Linked DNA regions of Macaca mulatta: region 2 is linked to region 1. A link is a contact called in public Hi-C data. All regions are on one chromosome and are shown on one strand. Each heading gives the region's core, a stretch centred on a gene start, on an enhancer-like site or on the middle of the called end of the contact. The rest is flanking DNA. Distances are from core to core; before and after follow the strand shown. Region 1 holds the start of PPP2R2D (protein phosphatase 2 regulatory subunit Bdelta). Region 2 holds the start of BNIP3 (BCL2 interacting protein 3).

Region 1 (2,949 bases), core at 262-2,761:
ATAAAATCAATAAACTTTTTACATCACATAAAATGTACCTAGTTTTAATCTCAAACAGTATACATTATGCATTTCTTAGAGCCCAGTTTCACCTGCTTAATAACCTAGGCCCTGTTTGTGCCAGGGGGCTCAGAACTTCCAGATGTCCTCAGGGGTCATGCACCAAACCAGACACTGCCAGGGAAAGGTACAGGGTAGGGAAGAGGGAGTAAAATGTCATGGGAGGGGCTGAGATGGAGGGAAGTGAACAGAATGTCTGACAAGGGGCTTCTAGTAACTTGAGGCAGGGAAGGTGTATTTGGTGCAAACACAAATCATTTTTAAGAAAAGGTTAAAGGTTTACAATGTTCAGTAAGATATACAAACAACAAAAAAGTCACTATGGCTCTAAATCTGAAATATTAATCAAACTTCTAAGACTTGACCAAGTTCTCCATTCAACGGTGAAGAAGGAAAGCTACACAGCTTTTTCACTCGAGGGTGACATGCAAGCTTCATGGGAAGCTGAGGCGGGAGGCACTCCCCAGTTTCCTCCTACCACCCTAAAACTTTGCGCCTGGGCCAATTTAAGGGTATGATTTAAGGAAATGACCAGCGAACTTTCAGTAATACCATAAAGTTCAAGATTAAAATCTGGAGTAGAGACTTCAAAATATATCAATAGAGAAAGGAGCAATACTTCACAGTAAAATTCAAGGATGTTAGAACCTCAGAAAGCAGACCTTAACAATCAGGGCGTCCAGCTCTCTTGTTAAGGGTGGACAAACCGAGGCAACCAGCTTGCTCAAGAGCGCACCGGCGAGGAAACGCAGAGCCGGGCGGGGGCCGAGGCCCCGACCCAGCCCTAGGCGCGTTCCCATCCTCCGGGCCATTGTGCCGCGCTGCCTGAGCGCAGAATCTGGACTCCGTTCCCGTCCCCGACTCCGCCGCGGTCTCCGCGATTCCGCCCCGGGCAGGAGGCAGCCCCAGGCGCTGGGTTCGGAGGGCCCGGCCGCCCGTGACCTTGGTGACTTACATAAGCCCCGCCGCGGGCCCGGCGCCTCCGCCCGTGCCCCGCGGGCCAGGACAGCGGACAGACGACGGCCGCCCCACGATGGTCCCCCACCACGGCCCCCAGCCCCTGCCCCGCCCGGCCCCCATCCTCCTGCCTGCCTTCCTTGGGCGCTTGGGGCCCGGAGGCCGCGGTCGGCCTGGGGGCTGCCCGCCAAGGTCCCGGGGCGGGGCGCGGCGCGGGCCTCACCTTCGGCCACGTCCTCGTCGATGGCCCCCTTGACCTGCGAGAAGCACCACTGGAAGTCGTTGCCGCCCGCGGGGCAGCCGCCGCCTCCGGCTCCTGCAAACACAACGGGGCGGTCAGGCCGGCCGCGGCCCCCGCCCGCCCCCGCGGCCCCCGCCGGCCCGCGCAGGCCCCTCACCTGCCATGGCAGCCGGCGGCGGGACGGGCGGGGACCGCGGCGGACCAGGGAGACGGCCTCCGCGCCGCTACAGCCGAGCGCTCAGCCCCGGCCGCCGCCGCCGCCGGGGAGGGATTTTTTTCCCTTTTCAAAATGGCGCCCAATGCCCGTCGCCCCGCTCGATGACGTCATCGCCCTCCGCCTCCTCGGACCGGCAGCGGACGGGGCGGGACGCGGGGGTTGCCGGGGGCGTCCAATGCGCCTGCGCCTGCCGACCCCGGCCCTGGGCCCGGCGCCGGTCGGCTAGGGGGGAAGGGACGCCTGGGCGACTGCAGAGGGTAGCTGGGGTCGGCGGGCGCAGGCCAAGTCCTCGGCCCTCGGCGCTAGGCCTCCCGTAGTGGTCCGGTGTGCGCCCGGCGCTCCCCTGAAGACTAGCGCCGCCGAACGCCCCTACTCTCCGGGAACTCCGGGAGGGCCTGGGCTGCGGCCGGACACGCCTTCCGGGCGCCACTGGGCCGAACACGCCCCCATCCCGCATCGGCCAATGGGAGTGTGGGTTCTCCACCGAACCGCCAATGGAGGGCGCGCTTGGCGGCGGTGGGCGGGCATGTGGGCCGTCCTCACCTGAGCGCGCCGCACCTGAGCCCTACCTCCCGCCCACTGCCCCCCGCGCGGAGTCTCGCTCGGTACCCCGAGCCGAAGTGTAGGGGCGTCATCTCGGCTCTCTAAAGTCTCGACCTCCTGAGCTCAATCCATCCTACTGCTTCACCTCGGAAGTAGCTGCGAGCACAGGCACGCGCTGCCAGGCTCGCGAATTTTTTAATTTTTTGTGGAGACGGGGGTCTATGTTGCTCAGGCTGGTCTCGAACTCCTGGGCTCGAGCCGTCTGCCTGCCTCGGTCTCCCAACCCCGTCCACCTCCCTTTCATAGCGCACCGTTGCTCACCAGATGGCTACCTTACACGTTCTCGGAGCTCCCAGTGCAGTCTTGGGGAAACAGGGCCGATCGTTTCTTCATTTGCGGGGGGTTTTCTCTGGCATACTGAGCGATTACGGGTGCTCCTCGACTTGCAGTGGGGCTACCCTCCCCGCCAATAAGCTCTTCCTAAGTCAAAAATGCATCTAATACCCAATCTACCCATCGTAAAGTTGAAAAATGTGAAGTCGAGCTATCATCAGGGAGACTGTCCCTATGGGATTGATGTCCGGAATCAGAACTACTTTCAGTATAGCTGCAGTGGGCGCTGATGGTATTGCACCACTAAAAGACAGTCGCTGCAAATCAGGAACATTCGTCCACTCCAGTCGGAGCTGGAGAGAAAAATCAGAGAAGAAGGAAACGTGTATGGAGAGAGTTGGAATCTTGCACGGGGGTGACTGGAGAAGACTCAGGGATAACGAGTAAGCATGCAGACGTCTAGGAAAGCTTGGCCAGGAGGAGAGACTACCAAGTGCCAGGACAGGAAGGAGGGCCATGCCTGGCATGGGCAGGAGGCAGCCGGAAGCCGCATGGGTGCAGAGTGAGTGGAGGGGAGGCCAGGGGTTGGAGTCAAGGC
Region 2 (2,949 bases), core at 233-2,732, 74 kb before region 1:
TGTAGCCTCTACCTCCTGGGCTCAAGCAATCCTCCCACAGCGGGTGCCACCATACCCAGCTAACTTTTTTGTATTTTTTTGGTAGAGAAAGTGTTTCGCCATGTTGCCCAGACTGGTCTCCAACTCCTGGGCTCAAGCGATCCTCCCGCCTCGGCCTCCCAAAGTGCTGAGATGAAAGGCTTGTGCCCCACCTTGGCCTCTGGATGTTTGTTACTTCTCAGAAAACCAAGATCATGGCACTCCAAAGACTAGAGACGATTCAACAGGCAAGAGCAGCGATGAAAAACACGCAGCGACTGAGGTCTGGCTCCGCGGCTGTGACCTCGGTTCAGCTTCTGAGCGCCTGGTTCCTTGGCGGGAAGCGTCCTCCTTCCCCACAAAACCAGGCACGGCTGTTTGGGAAGCAGCGTTTCTGGGGCGCACCTCGATACTTGGATTTGGATCAACAATGCTTTCAAAAAGGAAGACTTTTGATCAAAAGCGGGAAATGAGAAAACTTGACTTTCCTCTGAAGACTGTGCGCCTTTTCCCGGTCCCGAGGCCGCGAGGCCCCCCTGCCAGGCTGGCTCCCACGGAAGCCCGGCACCCACCCGGCCTGGCCCAGCGCCACTCCGCCGCGTGACCCGCGGAGGCCCCAGCCCACCCCCGGGGACCGCCCGCCCCACACCGCGTTCGCCCCCCGGAAGCCCCTCGCCGCAGAGGCGGACGGCGCCTCTCCCGGGCCCCTGGGTCTGCGTCTCCCTCCGGGGACTCTTCCGACCCTGCTCGAGCCTCCGCTTCTTCCTGCGGGCGGACGCCCCAAATACAACGGGCCCCGCTGTTCACGCAGGGGCGCCCCGGCGGGGCGGGCAGAGACCCGGGGGCGCGGCCCCGTCCCGAGACGCTCAACTCCGGCCACCGCTCGCAGCTCCCTCCCCGGCGCAGGTCCCGACCCCACGGGGGACCCCACGGGCCGTCCCGACCCTACGGGCCGCAGCGGCCGCTTCCCTGCACGTCCTCACGCCCCCCGCACGGACGCTGCCAGCCCCGCGCCTCAGTTTCCCCACTCGCAGGATGTAAAGACCGGCCCCGCCCCGACGCGCAGCGCCGTCCCCGTGATAGCGAGTGCCCAGGGCGCCCACCGGCCCCACCGCCCCTTTAAAAGGACTCGGCCCACCGCCTACCGCGGCGGCGACCTCGCAGCCCACTCGTCACGAGGCCGCGGCGCCCCGCCCGTTCCGGCTCACCTCAGGCGGTCGCTGAAGCCCCAGCGCCTGCGCGCCCCTCGTCCCGCCCCTGTCCCCGCCCGCGTCCCGCGCACCGCAAGCCCCTCGCCCACCCCCCAGGACCCGCCCCGCGCACGCGCCGCACGTGCCACACGCACTCCACGCCCGTGCGCACGCGCAGGCCCCGCGTCGCGGCCAATGGGCGACGCGGCCGCAGATCCGCCTGGCCCCGCCCCGCCCTGTGAGTTCCTCCCGCCGGGCGGCGGGGCTGGGCTCAGTCCAGGAGCGCAGCTGGCCGCGGCGCTCCGCTTTCCCAGCGCCCGCAGCTGAATCGCAGTCCGCAGCCCGCAGCCCGGCGCGGATTCCCATCGCCGCAGTCGCCCTCCGGCGCCATGTCGCAGAACGGAGCGCCCGGCATGCAGGAGGAGAGCCTGCAGGGTGAGGCCGGGGAGGCGGCGCGGGAGCCAGGGGGCGCGGGGGGAAGCCTGGAGGAAGGCCAGAGGGAGGCCGAGGGGGCGCCAAGGGAGGTTGCCCGGGAGGCCTGGGGGACATCGCGGGCCGTGCGAGGCTGCGCCACCCGCCCCTCCCGTGCCCACCCCTCCTGCGGGCGTGCGGAGCCCGGGGCATGGGGACCCCACGTACTGCCCGGGGTTCGCGGCCTCGCCGCTCGGGCGGGGGTTGGCTTGGACCCGGGTCGGACCGCACGGGAAAGCCCCGATTCTCCAGCTCCGCCAAGTTGGAATTCCACCTGGAGGTGAATCTGCGTCTCGCAGTTGGTCCGAGAAGCCTCAAAGTCCACGTTGCCCTCCGCGGTCTGTAGTTCAGACCCGTATTGGTTTTAACGACCAAACACCAAGGCGTGGCCAGTGGACTGTTATGTGCTTTAATTTTGTTATTAATGTTTATATCCGTGGTGATTTAGGATTTCCTGAAGGGTGAAGGCGGAGATGGGAGGGGGTTACAGTGTTTTTAAAATATGGCATTTAATGGGCATGTTCCAGTTCTACTAGAGGGTCGTTCCAAAACAAAGCTTTAAATTACTTACGGGTTAAGAAAACACAAGCACAAGGACGCTGCCAGTGCCGCACTCAGTCGTTACAGGCTGCTTAATGCCCGAGTAGAGGCTCGCCCTGTGCCCTTGGCTAGATTCGCAAGACCATGCGTTCGCGCAGCGGGAAACGCAGGCCCGGGGTGCAGGACTTGCCCCACGCACAGCCAGGTGGCGTGGAGACCCTCCCCACCCGGAGGGTCCGCGTCAGAGTCCAGACAGCATTTGCTCAGGGAAGCGGACATTGAAGCCGCCTTCCCAGGGTCCCTAGGGCCCAAGCCTGGGAGGAGGGACCTGGTGGCAGCTGACCTTTGTGTTCTCTGAAGCCAGAGTTTACTAAGCAAAATTAGCATGTAAATAAGCTTGGGAACGGGCTGCGGAAACCTCTGACTGTGAACTTTTAATCTTCATTGAGATTTTTTAAAACCATGTATCACATAAATTCAGTGAGTTGCTAATTTTATTACAAAAAAAAATTTTACTAGGCAGGACTTAGTTACTGTAATATATTAAATATATATATATTTGAACACTACAACCATTTTTTTTTTTTTTTTTTTTTTTTTTTTTTTTTTTTTTTTAAGAGACGGGGTCTGTGTTGCCCAGGCTGGTCTGAACTGGGCTCAAGCGATCCTCCCGCCTCGGCCTCCCAAAGTGCTGGAATTAATAGGTCTGAGCCACCGCGCCTGCCCTAGA

The links. A called contact is a pair of places that touch in the nucleus more often than the background predicts.
Region 2: a Hi-C map of cortical neurons shows a contact between it and region 1, with 2.3 times the contacts expected there. The contact joins the promoter of BNIP3 here to the promoter of PPP2R2D in region 1. A contact is called at or near these places in 2 of 14 Hi-C or Micro-C datasets (CD4 T cells and cortical neurons).

Annotation. Positions count from the first base shown.
Region 1 is chr9:143,997,972-144,000,920 of T2T-MMU8v2.0, reverse strand. PPP2R2D (protein phosphatase 2 regulatory subunit Bdelta) reads right to left here and starts at 1,511. Exons shown (of 6, transcript XM_077947893.1): 1 at 1,416-1,511; 2 at 1,241-1,333.
Region 2 is chr9:144,072,344-144,075,292 of T2T-MMU8v2.0, reverse strand. BNIP3 (BCL2 interacting protein 3) reads left to right here and starts at 1,482. Exons shown (of 6, transcript XM_015148471.3): 1 at 1,482-1,643. The coding sequence starts at 1,598. LOC144331369 (a long non-coding RNA gene) reads right to left here and starts at 1,266. Exons shown (of 2, transcript XR_013398455.1): 1 at 1,227-1,266.